2 separate regions of the Pan troglodytes genome follow, and region 1 is linked to region 2. Evidence: chromatin contacts called from public Hi-C data. All regions are on one chromosome and are shown on one strand. Each heading gives the region's core, a stretch centred on a gene start, on an enhancer-like site or on the middle of the called end of the contact. The rest is flanking DNA. Distances are from core to core; before and after follow the strand shown. Region 1 holds the start of ACOD1 (aconitate decarboxylase 1). Region 2 has its middle 180 kb from the start of ACOD1.

The links. Hi-C and Micro-C count contacts between places; a contact is called where the count stands out from the background.
Region 1: a contact with region 2 is called in a Hi-C map of stem cell-derived neural progenitor cells, with 2.5 times the contacts expected there. The contact joins the promoter of ACOD1 here to the enhancer-like site in region 2. A contact is called at or near these places in 1 of 7 Hi-C or Micro-C datasets (stem cell-derived neural progenitor cells) and 1 of 1 datasets of contacts at active chromatin or transcription factors (stem cell-derived excitatory neurons).

The regions. Positions count from the first base shown.
Region 1 is chr14:82,562,347-82,569,614 of NHGRI_mPanTro3-v2.0_pri, forward strand. It overlaps ACOD1 (aconitate decarboxylase 1), which reads left to right and starts at 2,782. Exons shown (of 5, transcript XM_063792224.1): 1 at 2,782-2,871. KCTD12 (potassium channel tetramerization domain containing 12) reads right to left here and starts at 6,726. Exons shown (of 1, transcript XM_001137708.7): 1 at 1-6,726. The coding sequence starts at 1,779. The coding sequence ends at 802.
Region 2 is chr14:82,385,253-82,392,332 of NHGRI_mPanTro3-v2.0_pri, forward strand. No RefSeq gene overlaps it. Among named protein-coding and RNA genes, the nearest start is that of ACOD1, 180 kb to the right of the region's middle. Within about 2 kb of position 4,784, at least 3 of the 24 cell types and tissues checked have an H3K27ac peak or open chromatin away from gene starts, as enhancers often do. A contact at or near this core is called in stem cell-derived neural progenitor cells, where this site is marked.

The DNA of each region.
Region 1 (7,268 bases), core at 1,532-4,031, 180 kb after region 2:
GCTGCCATGTCAACCAGTGGAATCAAGGGCTTCTGGCGAGCAGCAGCTGAAAAGGGCGCCTCTGCAGGCAGGCGGATCACTTTCTACAAGTTTAAGCTACAGGCTGAGACCTTTTATTCTGTACGAGAAAGGATCCTTTACTGTCCCACGCACTAGATTCTTCTACTTTACGTGTAACTTTTCAAAACTTTATTAGTTTAGTTACTGAACTGCCTCCATGGGGTCCTAATTCCAGGCTCAGAATCTTCCATCCAGCCTTCTAAAACTCTACCTTCAAAAGAGGTCAAAAAGACTGTGTAATGACCTTGTAAAACACTAACCCCAGACAGTGGAACCAATCCTGATCTCTTAAACCCCCAGTGAGTCATAAGAGCTTGAGAAGATTTCAAGGAAATCTTCCGCACATTGGACACGGTCCAATCAGGTTCTGAACAATTCAATCATCCCCAGGTCTGTGGCCCCACTCCCCCAATAGATCCAAACTGAAGTACCATCTGGGGGAGGGGTGGTTTGAGGCAGGGAGTAGAGAAAGCATGGAGTGGTAGGTGGGGGTGGGGTGGGGGTTCCTCTGGGTTCTCTCGGTTCAGGAGGTCCAAAGAAGACGAAGCAGCCCAGAGGATTTGCGGCTGCAGGTTCTGTAGTGGAGGGAAGGTGGACGGACAGGTCTCACCCAGCTACTACTGGAGGGGGAGAATGGGAGGGCAGCAGCCAGGGGACAAAGGGGGGGGACAAGAGGCTCTGTAATCATCTCTCAGGCAGGAGAAGGACTGGGCGCTGGAGTGGCGAGGGGGTCTGGGGAGCTCACTCCCTGCAGAAGACGTACTCGGTGTAGCTGGTCCAGATCTTGTCCTCGCTCTGGTCGGTGCTGCTGGCAAAGGCGCAGGTGCCCGTGGAGCTGCACGCCACCATGTGGAAGCCCGACTCGGACAGCTTGTCGAAAGCCTGCTCCAGGAAGTTGAACTTGAGGTAATAGCGCGAGGTGTAGCGCTCCGGGGGACGGTCGGGGTCCCGGCTTTCGTTCAGGGTGTCCCCAAACACCTCCTTGGCCAGCGACGTCTTTCCGCAAACGGTGATGCGCGCCACTCGCCGGAACTTGGCGTCCGCCTGCGCGTCCCGCCCGATGGTGTAGGAGCCGCGGTAGCCGATGGTGATGTAGCCCGAGCGCCGGCTGCCGTCCAGCGACTGGGACGGCGTGAGCAGCGGGCCCGCCGCGCCCCCGGACGGACTGCGGCTAGCCAGCTCCAGCGTGGGCGACGGCGCCCCGGCAGAGGCGCCCTCCTGCTGTTCGGGCTCCGCGTAGCCAAGCGGCAGCAGCTCGTCACCCAGCGAGCCCTCCTTGTGCACCCCGCGCCGCGAGGGCGGCGGCCCCGGGCCGGGCTGCTGGGGCGCCCCGAGGCGGCGCACGAGCTCTGGCAGCTCGAAGTACTCGGCCTCGCGCTGCAGCCGGCTGCGCTCGGGGAAGTAGTCGGGCAGCACGAGCTGCAAGTCCCGCAGGTAATCCAGGATGTAGCGGAAGAGGAAGCCGTCCCGGTCCAGAAAGAAGCGGCCTTTGCTGTCCCGGGCCAGCTCCTGCGGCTGCTGCTGCGTGAACATGCGCCAGAGCAGCGAGTCGGGCACCGACACCACCGTGCAGCGCCGGGTCACGTACACCTGGCCCCCCACGTTCAGCTCCACGATGTCGGGGAAGAGCGGTGGCTCCGCGGAGGACGACGAGGAGCCACTGCCGCCCCCGCCGCCGCCCCCGTTGGGTAATCCACGTGTGCTGTCCGCCAGAGCCATGACAGAGAGGTGGCCGGGCCGGGACAGTGGCAGGAAGCCGCGCTGCACTCAGGAGCTGCAACCGCCTTCCCCGGAGCCCCGGAGCCCGGACGCTCGCTCAGCCCTGCACCCCGCCGCCGCCGCCGCCACCTCCTAGAGCCGCGCGGAGCCAAGCGGTGCGAGCGCGCCGCTGTGCGCCCCCGTGAGTTCCAGTGCGCTCCGCCCGCCTTGCCCGCGCGCTCCAGGCGAGTGCCGGGTCGCGGCCCGCGCGCTGCTTAAGTAGAGCCGCCTGCTCTGGTGCCGTGGCGCGCAGGAGGCGTGGGCGGCGGCGGAGCCTCGCTTACCGGGCGAGTGGAGGGGGGGAGCGGGGACTCGATTTGCATCTTAAACGGGGACGCCACGCGGGGCTGCTGGCTCCACCCCGGCTCGCGAGCGCTGGGGGCGCCCGGACTCCCACCCGCTCCCCACCCACCAGCCCCGCCCCGTGGTCCCGCCCAACTTTCTCCCTCTTCCGAAGAGGACCCGCCCGAGACTTGGCGGCTTCGGAAGACAGCTCCTTGGAGGGACAGTCACCGCGCCCCCTCCCCTCTCGCCCCAGCCCGCACCCAGGGACTCTGGAAGGAGGACGTGAACTTTCGGAAGCCTCCCGCCCCGGGAGTGGAAATGCGTGGCCGCCTCTGGCCCTCCGGCCTGCGGAACTGGGCGCTTCCAGCAGTGCGGCTGCGGCCTGCCATCGTTGGTTGTCGTGTCACTGAAAGTAGAGAGACGCGAAAAACCTGGAGAGACGAAAGAGCCGCCCCAGTCCGAGCGCAGCCAGATTTTGTTCAAGTTGCCTTGCAGCCAGCCTGGAAAATAAATAAATAAATAAACCTAGAAACAAAAAGCAAACCTCAGTGTCCCGCAGTAGGATGCTTTACGATAGTTTATTTTCTGGCTGCAGAGACAAAATGAGATGAAGCTTCAAATCTGCTCTTAATTGCAATTCCCTCTTCCCGCAGGGCCTTCGAGGCCAGACTGAAGTGAAGGGGTAAGACTCCGGAACGTTCGGTCTCCGGGTCCCGTTCAGCCTTCGTTGAATCGCGCCCTTAGACTCACAACAGTTGCAGATCTAAGGTAATTTTTAAAGCCACCTTTGGCGCCTGCATGTTTATCCTTCCAAAAGTCCAGGCGCCCCTTCTCTCCCGCATGCCTCGGTCACTCTTCGGCCCTCTCCAAGTTCCCGTCAGTCTCAGAAAGGGATATTTATGTATCTGAAGGCCCTTGTCTGGATCCCATCTCTCAACTCCTGCTGCCTACACGTTTGCTTTTCCCCCTCGGACTGCAGCCCACAGAACCGCCCCCTCCCCCTGGAAGCTTTCCCTGGCTTCCCAGGTGGGTGGGGCCTCTGGATGGCTCCCTACACTCTGTCTGCGCTGCTCCCAGCACGTTCTGAAATGTCATATTTATGAGTGATTATCTGATCACTGATTTGGGTATAAAAGTAAGAGCTCCTGAATGCTGCAAAAAGAGAAGAGTGCAGAGGAGGGTGTCAAGAAATGATTGGGTCAGTGAATGTTTCTTGTGTACCTGCTATTATTTGCAGGGCACCAGGGAGTGAGGAATGCAAAGGCGAATAATCTCCAAAGCGCCTTCAGTGTAGCCCAATAAGCAAAGGGTCAGGGGTCTGCGCAGTTATCACATCAGTTTGAAGTATAGACCACACATCAGGATAAATCAGGCAAGATCTTTGTTCTTGATAAAATTTATCCTTCTGTGTAACCACCCAGTGAGCTTCACAGTCTCCTCACAGATAAATGTCATTTTTATTTTGAAATGTTTATATCTGCTCAACAATCACCGCGTTCATGTCAGTGTGCTGAAATGAGATCAACACCCAAACCAGTTATCTTAATTGCAAGTACAGATTTTGATACTGAATGTATTTCACCATTCTTTTTTGTTGTTGTTCTGTTCTTTGGGATAAATAATAGATAACACAAAACTTCCAAGTCCCAGTGCAGGATTTCGAGGTGGTTGTGCTACTAGGCGTTATATTAGTGTCAGAGACCTGACAAAACCAGTCTCTTTTCTACAAATCCAAGAAAAGCCTTCTTTGTATCAGTTCTGCACATATTTTTGTATAATTACCATTGCTCGTTGCATCAGCAAATCCTGCCAGCTCTGTGTTAAAAATCTTTCTAGACTATTAACGTATTTCACCATCTCCCTATCATCACCCTGGACCAAGCCACCATCATCTCTTGCCTGGATTATTGCACTGGTCTCCTAACTGCTTCTACTTCTGCTCCTACAGTCTTGTATCACCAGAACAAAAACAGGGACCCTGCCTATAATCCAAGGCTGGTATGTCACTCTGCTCAGAGCCTGCCAGTGGCTTCCTATCTCAGAAAGAGCAAAATCCAAAGTCCTCTCAGTGGCTTACAAGACTCTACATGTTTGGAGTTATCCCACCAGCACCTCTCTGACACATCTCCTGCCCTGCCCCCAGGAGCTGGCTGGCTTTAGCCACATAGCCCCTTTCTTGTTTTCTCAGGGCCTTTGCACATCCTTGTAAAAGTCTCATTTCTCCTCCCTCCCGTGTTCCTCACCTTGTTCAGGTCCCTCCCTTCTCACCTTCTTCAGGTCTGCCCACCAAGACCTTTCCTTGATTCCACTTCTTAATGCAGCACAGCCTCACTGCAGCTTCCTCTTCCCTGCCTTATTTGTTGACTCTTTTCCTACATCAGAATATAAACTCCAAGACTTCAGCAGTTTTTGTCTGCTTGGTTCACTGCTACACCCCCACTGCCTAGAACAGAGCTGGTATATTACAGGCATTTGATAAATATCTGTTGCTCACGCAAGCATTCAACCACTATTTATTCAGGGCCTACTACTATATTCCAGGCTGCATGTTAAAAAATAATCACTGCCCACTAGGAGCTTATAGTCTTGCGAGGGAGACAAATAAATATAGTATAAAGATAAGTAAGCCTATTTCAGGTGGTGATAAATGCCACAAAGAAAATAAAATTATAAGATGTGATAGAGGGACTGAGTGTGGAATACTACTTTATACAGAGTGCCTGGGGAAGGCATATCTGTGAATGTGACATTTGAGCTGAATAATAAGAAAGAGACAACCATGGGAAGTTTTGGAGGAAGAGCATTCCAGGCACAGGGTCAAACAAGTTAAAGGGGCCTGAGTTATGAGTGAGCTCACATTGAAAGTTTATGTATTGTGTCATCTACTTGTATCCTGTGAATCTCCAAAGTACCCTTGAGATGATCAGTACAGAGTCAAATGTGAGTGATACCGTGTGCTTATTCACTACCTGCAGCCTACTATCATCATTCTCTACATCTTGACATAAGGTAGTCATCAACCACCAGCTAGTCTACTGCAGAAAAGCCATTGGTATTTCCTTATAGAAGCCAGGTAGTGCATGAGAGATATAATAATGAATGAAACAGATGATTTGAAACACAAGGAATGTTTTTCTAGTTAATTTTATGTGTTCTGTTTCTTGCCTATTGGTTGGTATCACAGAATTCAAAAGGAAATACTACTGGGGAACTCTGATGCTGGGACTTGAGGGCCTGAGTGTTTATAAGAAGAGAGTCATAACTCTTTAGCATCTCCAGTATGTTAAATATGCTTGATTGCAAGGGATTGGGGAGGATTTGGAAACCCACTAGCCCTGTGTTTAGTCTCAAACCAGTTTCTAATGATGGTCATTGCTAATTGATGGTCATTGCTCCTTTTCAAGTAACTCTTTGTATTTTCCTGAATAAGATACAGTGTGCCTACAAGTAACCTGTCCTTTGATCCTAAAGTGGAGGATACTGGAAACATCTCTGGACCTACATTCTCATCTCATTTGCATCTTCTCCCCCACCTACTGCCTTCTCTTCAAACCAGCTTCCCCTCCCACTCCCCACAGTAATCCTTCTTATCCAAAGTTTCCATTACCATGGTTTCAGTTACCCATGGTCAGCTGTGGTTTGAAAATATTACATGGAAATTCCAGAAATATAACTAATTCATAAATTCAAAATTGCACACCATTCAGAGTAGTGTGATGAAATCTCCCACTGTCCTGCTTCGTCTTGCCCTGGACATGAATATCCACACCTCTACACTCCCAACCCATGAGTCACTTAGTAGCCATCTCAGCTATCAGATCAACTGTCTTAGTATCACCCTATCACAGTGCTTGTGTTCAAGTAACACTCAGTTTACTTAATAAATGGCCACAAAGTACAAGAGTAGTGATGCTGGCAATTCAGATATGCCAAAGAGAAGCCATAAAATGCTGCCTTTAAGTGAAAAGGTGAAAGTTCTCGACTTAATAAGAAAAAAAAATTGTATCCCAAGGTTGCTAAGATCTATGATAAGAATGTAGACATTGTGAAATTTCTGTGAAATTATGAAGGAAAAATTTATGCTAGTTTTGCTGTCACACCTCAAAACACAAAACGTATGGCACAGAGTGCATGATAAGTGTGTAGTTAAAATGGAAAAGGCATTAAACTTGTGGATTGAAGACATGAAGAGAAACATGTTCCAATGGACAGCAATCAGGTTCAGTACTACCTACGGTTTCAGTCACCCACTGAGGGTCTTGGAATGTATACCCTTTGTATAAAAGGAGACTACTGTATTCTGCATACCAAAGATTTAAGGAAAGGAATGAGGAACATGAAGAGAAATATAAAGTTAAAGGGGAGGAACAACTGGTGAAATGAAGTGAGTGCCTTTGAGAATTGAATGAATTTAATATATGTGAAATGATCTGTACATTGTAAAACACCATTCAAGTGTCAGAATCATTATTTTCCACCACTTATCATGGTGCCTGACAAGTCTTCCCAATAAATACTGAATGAACAAATGAATGGCAGAAACATTAAAATGAACACTATGGGGAAAGGGGAAGAGAGGCAGAATCAGAAATTATCCTGAATAAATATTTATTCCATTTGTCATCCTCCTAATATGTGTGAATCTTTTCTCCATGCAGGCTTTAGAAGTCATTGACTTTTTGTATTTAGAAGGAGAGATTAATTGAATAACATTAAGTGAATCAGGAGGCAAAATGATCTTAATAAAGATTTGGTAAAAGATGTGACAATATTTAACCTGAAGAAAAGAGAACAAAATGTTATATAGGGTACACTGCCAAAATACTAGGTCTAAATTCCAGTTACTCAGGAGGCTGAGGCAGGAGAATCGCTTGAACCTGAGAGGCAGAGGTTGCAGTGAGCCAAGGTCGCACCACTGCACTCCAGCCTAGGCAACAGAGCGAGACCCCATCTCAAAAAACAAAACAAACAAACAAAAAACAGGTCTAGACAGTAAAGAATATCCCAACATTGTATGATTATCTCTAGAGTATGATTTTTATGATTTATAGAACCAAACAAAGAGACAAAGGTTAACAATGTTGATATTTCTATACCCTTAAAATGGTGTTTGGAGCTTATCCAGGAAACAAATAATAATATAATAAGCATGTATAGAGTACTTA
Region 2 (7,080 bases), core at 3,534-6,033:
TCTGAGGGAAAAAAGAAAACAAAAAACTAACATTTTTTCCACTAAGATGGTTAAAGACATGAAATTTAAATTCCAGACTTGTACCCACTGTAGTCAGCAGAAAGCTCTGCCAATACAGACAGCTTATTTGGGAAATATCCACAGCAGCAAAGTCCTAGAGCAAATATGTGTCGATTTCTTGTCCTTGAAATTAGAGAGAAGGAGACTTGAGACATAGTGTGATGATCCATCATGGCACTCAATGTGCACAAGTCAACCAGCCATACCAAGGGTTCGAAAAACATCCGAAACCCCCTAGTGCTATGGGAGAAATCACTTTCCATGCATGGGTTTTCTATTCAAATTCACTAAGATGAAAAAAAAAAAGTGGCTCCTATAAGAAATTTTCGCTAAAGCTGGTTACAAAAGTCTGAGACCAGTCCCAAGAAGTCCCCCAATCTGAAAAATTTGACAAATATAACTGACCTTGTTGGTGACAGTGCCACCTAAGCCACTGGATGGCTGATACCAGAATCCATCCTGATCCAGCCATATCAGTTACCTATTGCCACAATACTGCTACATAAATACAACCACAAAATCTCAGTGGCTTACATTAATAAACATTTATTTTGCTCACAAGTTGACCGTACACCTGGTTAATCCTGATGCTCTGGGACTTAACTGATCTTGGTTGGATTCATTCATGAATCAGCAGTTAGCTAGAAGTTTAGCTGGGGGCTGGTGGGTCTAGTACAGCCTCAGTATTCAGTTGGGATATTTCCTGTCTGATTCATGTACTCAATCCAGCAGGCTAGCTCGGCCTTTTTCTTGTGAAGGAGGCTGGGATCGAAGAGAATGAATGAGGGCTCTTGGGACCCAGGCTCAAAATGGGCATATCTTCTTATCTGCTGCCTTTTATTGGCCAAAGCAAATTACAGGCCAGCCCAGATTCCAGAGAGGGGAAAGAGACTCCACCTTTTTATAGGAAGCACTAATATTTTGCATTGCAAGCAGCATGTTTACAAGGAGGGATGATCAATGCAGACCACTAGGGCAATAAACCTTCCACACCAGCATCTTGATGTCAGAGAATTAGTTCTGTGAGTAAACCAAAAGAACTTGGTTAAAGACAATGTGGTATTCTGGAAGAAAAAAAGAATTATTAGTGAGAAAACCACAGATATCTGAATCAAGCCTATAGTTTAGTTAATATTAATATTAATTCATTTGTTTTGACAAATTCACCAGGGTTATATAAGATGTTAACACGAGGAGGAGCTGGCTGAAGGATGTATGGGAAGTCTGTACTCTCTTTATAACTTTTCTGTGAAGCTAAAATTAATTCAGCATAAGACGTTTATTTTTTAAAGAACATGATAAAAAGGAATTCGCAGTATAGACCATTTGGGTGGCAGTGCCCTTGACTGTGTGCACCACTGAGTCATGGAGAATCCTCCATCCTCTATTCAGAAACCCCTGCGGCCTGGGAAAATTTGGCAGCATGTGGGGCACTGAAAAGCTCAGCAGATGGCTTGGCCAGGGCCACCTCTCTGCAGACCTCCAAGAAAACAGCAACGCTGAAGGCTAGGGGCTGTGCCAGCATCCTTTCTCAGTGTGACGAAAAGGGTGTTGACCCGGCTGGCTCTGGTGGTTAGGGGAGATGCCACATGGCCACATGGCTGCAGTGCTTGGGAAATTCTCTTTTTTTCCTTTATGAAGGGAGCGAAATCCAGACTTAGCCGTGTCCATCTGACTTTCTGAGAGTGACAAATTGTGATCTTCACCATGTAGCAGCTCTGAGTCTGATGTGGAAACTAAATCAGGCACATAAACACATAATTACAGTACAGTGTGATAGAGTCTGTATAGTGAACATATGTTTCTTGTCTGTTCCACTGTCTTCCTTCAGAAAAGCCCAACCTCCTTCTACCCTTGCCTCTGGTTCCCAGAGGTAGATAGGCACATGACATATGACCCAGACCTGGCTGTTCAGAGGAGCTCATCCCTCTGGCCACTGCAATTGATCAGGGAGATTAGCCCCAAACTGAGCACCAATCAGACCTTCATCATATTTGATATAAAGTTTCTGGGAAAAGAAGGGTCTTTCTTTCTCCAGTACCAGGAAGAGTTATAAAAATAGAGACTTTCTGAAGCTAAAGACCACCAGAGGGAAGAGCCAAGATATGGAGAGAGAAAGTCTTCATAATGCAGTTTAAACCCCTAGATGCAGCCAAGCCTGATGCCAGAGATACCCCTTAGACTTCCGTACTTCCAGCCATAATCTAGCTTGAGCTGGGTTTCTCTCATTTGCACCCAAAACAATCCTGCCAAATGCAGAGATGGGTACCTGGAAGTGGGGTGTTGGAATTGACAGGCATTAAAATGAAAGGAAAGACAGACAACAGGTGGGACCCTGGGCGGTCAACACTGCCCCTCTTTACCTGGGATGTTAGTGGTGCCTCTTAAGTGGTAGCAAAGCAGCAGGGAAGGTTTTTCCTTGTTGTTCCTGGGACTCAACCAATTCACTTCCGTGTCTCTCCAGATATGTTGTGACAAAGTTAAAATGGGCCGACCATATTTTGCAGCCTTTATTATCCTAGAAGCTTCAGACCAAGCTGTCCCTCTACAACAGAGGGAAGGGCCTATGTAGCCTCACCAAAGAGATCATTTCTTCCTCCAGCAATCCTTGAGAAGACACAAAGTATGGGTTTTCTGTTTTGAAAGGAGATAATATTGAATTGCAGGAAAAGCAGGAACACTGGGGGAAACCTAATTTCCTAGGCCCTTACCAAAAACTTCTGGCTATGTACTCCCCACCTTAAAAGACAAGCTCATTTTAAAGAGACAGCCCCCCTCATTACGCCAGCCCATGGTTCTAAGTGCAGGGACCAAGGGGCAAGAAGGTAAAGACATTATTCAGAGACAGAAACTCCAAAACCAGGTTGGATTTAAGGAACATGCCATAGTAGATCCCTGTTCTAATTGACTAGCCTGTTGAATTTCCGAATATCAAATAGTCTGGCCTCCTTCTGAGATTCTAAAGGTTATTTCTAGAGACTCCTCCAACCCTGCAAACAGGCTTGCCATAGATTGTTCAACTTCTAAAGTAATCTCCAGACCCGAAAGCCTGCACCAAAAGAAAATGGGATACTGCTCCCCAGCAGCTCTTCCTGAACTTAGGTAAACTCAGGGGGAAGATTGCCATGGCCTCATTTTAGCCTGCCTCTGGCCCCAGCCCCAGTGCTGCATTCTCAGCAGTGAATCAGGCACTGAATTTTCATTCCCATCTGACTTATGTGTCTAATTCAGAATTGATCCACAATGTGCAAAAGAAGAAAAGTGAGTAATTAAGCTCTGCTCCAAACCCCAGCACTGAGGAGTTGGTATTTTATCCTGCAGGCCTTAAGGAACAGTGAGGGCTTATCACCAGTTTTAAGCAGGTTTAATGCAGATAAGACTTGTGGTGTGTTTTGTAAAGGTAATGGCGGCAGCAATGGTAGATTGGTAGGGAAAGGGTAGGACTGAAAATGAACCTAAAATTAGTAAGCAACAGCAATTTAAAAAATAACTAATATAGGTTTGAACTAACAGAGTTGCAATGACTATGGCATAGCATTAAGGGATACCAGAGAGTATGCAGACAATGGAAGAGGTTGCCAATATCAGAAATACAGCAAGAGGAACTCCTTCTATAAGATAGCACGAAGATTAAGCTTTGTAGACTGTAAATGGATGCAAGTCCCTTGTTTTGTTTTTGTTGGAGGGACGGAAGAAGCAGACAGCTGGAATTCTGTCTGAAACAGAAAGAAAGATTTTTAAGTATTAAATACTTGTTTATTTTTCACTTGAAAAGGATTTGTACTGAAAATTGTCAAGATGTATAGGTGCTCTTAAGGGATTTGGGCAACATATACACAAAAGAATGCCTTGGTTACCTACTGAAATGCAGCCCATGGGCCCTTAAACCTTAGCACGTGTTTGGGAGCCTCTAGGTCCACTGCACAAGGTTTTAGGCTAGAAAATGAGGCTAATTACATTCTTTCTGAGTTCCCTTTCACCTGGATGAGAGCATAGTGTGAAGTGATTCTAAAGGACTTAAGAGACAATAGAAAAAGATCAGAAAAACTGAAATCAAAATATATTTTAATAATTTATAAAAGCTAGAAGCGATGATTACTTGCCCAATGGAGTTGGCATCAGCCTTAGTCCTTCAACATCCCTTCCCTCACTAAGGTTCTATGAAATACTGTGTTCCTCTAAATGCTATACCTTTCCTTCTTTGCCACCGCTTCACATTAATCCCTAAATAGTGTTCAATAAATGCCCATTGGTCTCTCAGGCAAATGTTGATTCAATGTGGCAATTGTAGTCCATCTATCACATAGCGTCTATGCAAGGATTGAATAAAATTTTGCAGGTTAAGAGCTTAGCTTAGTTCCTGGCATATAATAAGCACTCGCAGATGATGGCGATATTCAACTACATATAGCATTGAAAATTGTAATTTTAGCTACAAAATAAGTTGGCAAAATGACACTTTTATTATCGTAAGTATCTGGTAACCCACCCATTTTCACTCCAGTTTCTACTTCTTTGTGCTTTGATTGCCCAAAATTAAATATTAAAATTAAATTTATCAAAGAATTTGAAGACTTAGATGCTTACATTTTAAAAAACACCATAATGATAATCAAAAATCCCACCCAAGCATTCTTTGGCTAAGTCCGAGATTGTTATTCACTAGCACAGTTATGCTCCTAATCCTTTGCAAAGAGCAAAACTTCTTTCTTATAATCAGGGCTAAGGCTTAAAGTTCTTTCCCAGAACTGCCTTGAAGTTCTTTCTTCAACTTGGCCAGCTGCACTTGAATGCGAGATTTCCGCCCTAGAAAGAATGCAGTTATGTCCAAGTGGGATGAGTCATTGAATTCTAAGCACAAAATATTTTATCTGTTTAAGAGGAGCAGTGGAGAGCTCCTTTTTTATGGTGAAACAGTGCTTGAAGCAGGCCAGGACGAAAGCCATCCCATCTCATCTCATTTCCTCTTTTCCATGCCTTGCAACTGTGAAAGGGAGGGAAGAATTGACAAGAAACTATTTGAACTCTGGCCATAGGCCACTTGGCTTTGTAGATTTACCAAGTAATCTTGGCAAATAAGAAAAAGTCCTTGAGTAATAGTATGGAACATTAAGCCCCTCAGGGATGCTCATTAAATGCTTGCTGGCTGTGTGTAGAAGTCTTAAGCCCCATCAAGTCATGCTGCCCTATTGATAACCCTAGACTACATCACACCTCCACTTTCTTTAGACTCTGTATAGGAAGTTATGACACTATTTTTGAAATTTGCAACAGTTTATTAGCTCTCCAGCATTAACTATATGAAGATGAGTTTTCACTGAGTAGTTTGTTGAGAGAAGGACATTTTCAGATGGACATATGAATATGTGAATCACTCAGGTTTTCTTTTTGAAATAACATTGCTGAGAATGAGCCCTTTTCATCTTGTCAATGCTCTTCTTCATATTTAATCATTGCATTTACCTTCAGAAAGGTAAAGGAGATAATATTAATTCCAGTTGATACAATCATGTAACAGGCATTTAAGGAACACCTACTATATGCAAGCTACTCTACTAGGTACTCCAGGGAATACAAAGCTGAGTAACACTTAGTCCCTGCTGTCCAGTGTCTTTTAATAGCAGAGGAAAGACAAAACAAAAGCACATATAACTACAATACAAAGTGGACTAAGAAAAGATTTTGATTGTTATGTACAAACTGATGGGAAAGCATCAAAGGATTGTTGTATGCAGGAGAGTGACATGATTATAACTGCATTTTGGAAAAATCACCCTGGCCAGGCATAGTGGCTCACACCTGTGATTTCAGCACTTTGGGAGGCTGAGGAGGACAGATCACTTGAGTTCAGGAGTTCGAGACCAGCCTGGCCAACATGGTGAAACTCCATCTCTACCAAAAATACAAAATTTAGCCAGTTGTGATGGTTTGTGCCTGTAGTCCCAGCTGCTGGGGAGGCTGAGGCAAGAGAGTCACTAGAACCTGGGAGACAGAGGTTGCAGTGAGCTGAGATTGCACCACTGTACTCCAGTCTGGGTGACAGAGCTAGACTCCATCTCAAAAAAACAAAAAAGAAAAATCACCCTGCCAGAAGGATGATGGGATAGATTGAAAGGGAGCAAGCAAGGCAAACAGCATTAGGAAGTTTGAAGTCCCATGATCTTCAAGCTGGAGGCCCAGGAAAGCCAGTAGGTAAATTCTAGTCCAAGGAAAGGAGAAGACCTATGTCCTACCTCAAGCAGTCAAACAGAGAGGGAGTATTCAACCTTCTCCCTTTTGTGTCCTATTTGGATCTCAATGGATTAAATGATGCCCACCTACACTGAAGAGGGACATCTGTTTTATTCAACCCACTAATTCAAATGCTAATGTATTATGGAAACATGCTCACATACACACCCAAAAATAATGTTTAACCACATATCTGGGCATCCCATGGCCTAATCAAGCTGACACATAAAATTAACCATCACAGGAAGCTACTGTAATAATAGAGGTAAGATATGAAAGAGGCCTAACCTAAGGTAAAGAATACAGAGGGAACGCAGGAAATGTATTAAAAGATTTCAGTGAGGGAAAATGAAGAGGACTGGGTGGCAAATGATTGACTGATGTGTGGCAAATGATTGATTGATGGGTAGCAAGTGACTGATGAGGGATGCTGAAGGAATATGAGATAGAGCCAAGACCTCTACCTTTGGCAGCAGGGTGGGCTCACTGCAGGAGAGCATGGCAGAGATGGAGAAAGGCATCTGGGTGAGGCCGATAGGAGCACTAGAAGTGCTCAGGGAACAAGGACAGCACTCTGATGGAGAGTGGGGTATACATAGTAGGAGGATGGCAGAGGAGGTTGGAAGAGGAGGCTGAGCACCTGCAATCGTCAAGTTTTGGAGTTAACTTAACCCAATTAAGGGATACCTAGTTAGCTGGTAAAACATTGCTTCTGAGTGTGTCTGTGAGGGTGTTTCTGAAGGAGATTGGCATGTGAGTCTGTGAACCGAGTGGGGAAGATCCCCCCTC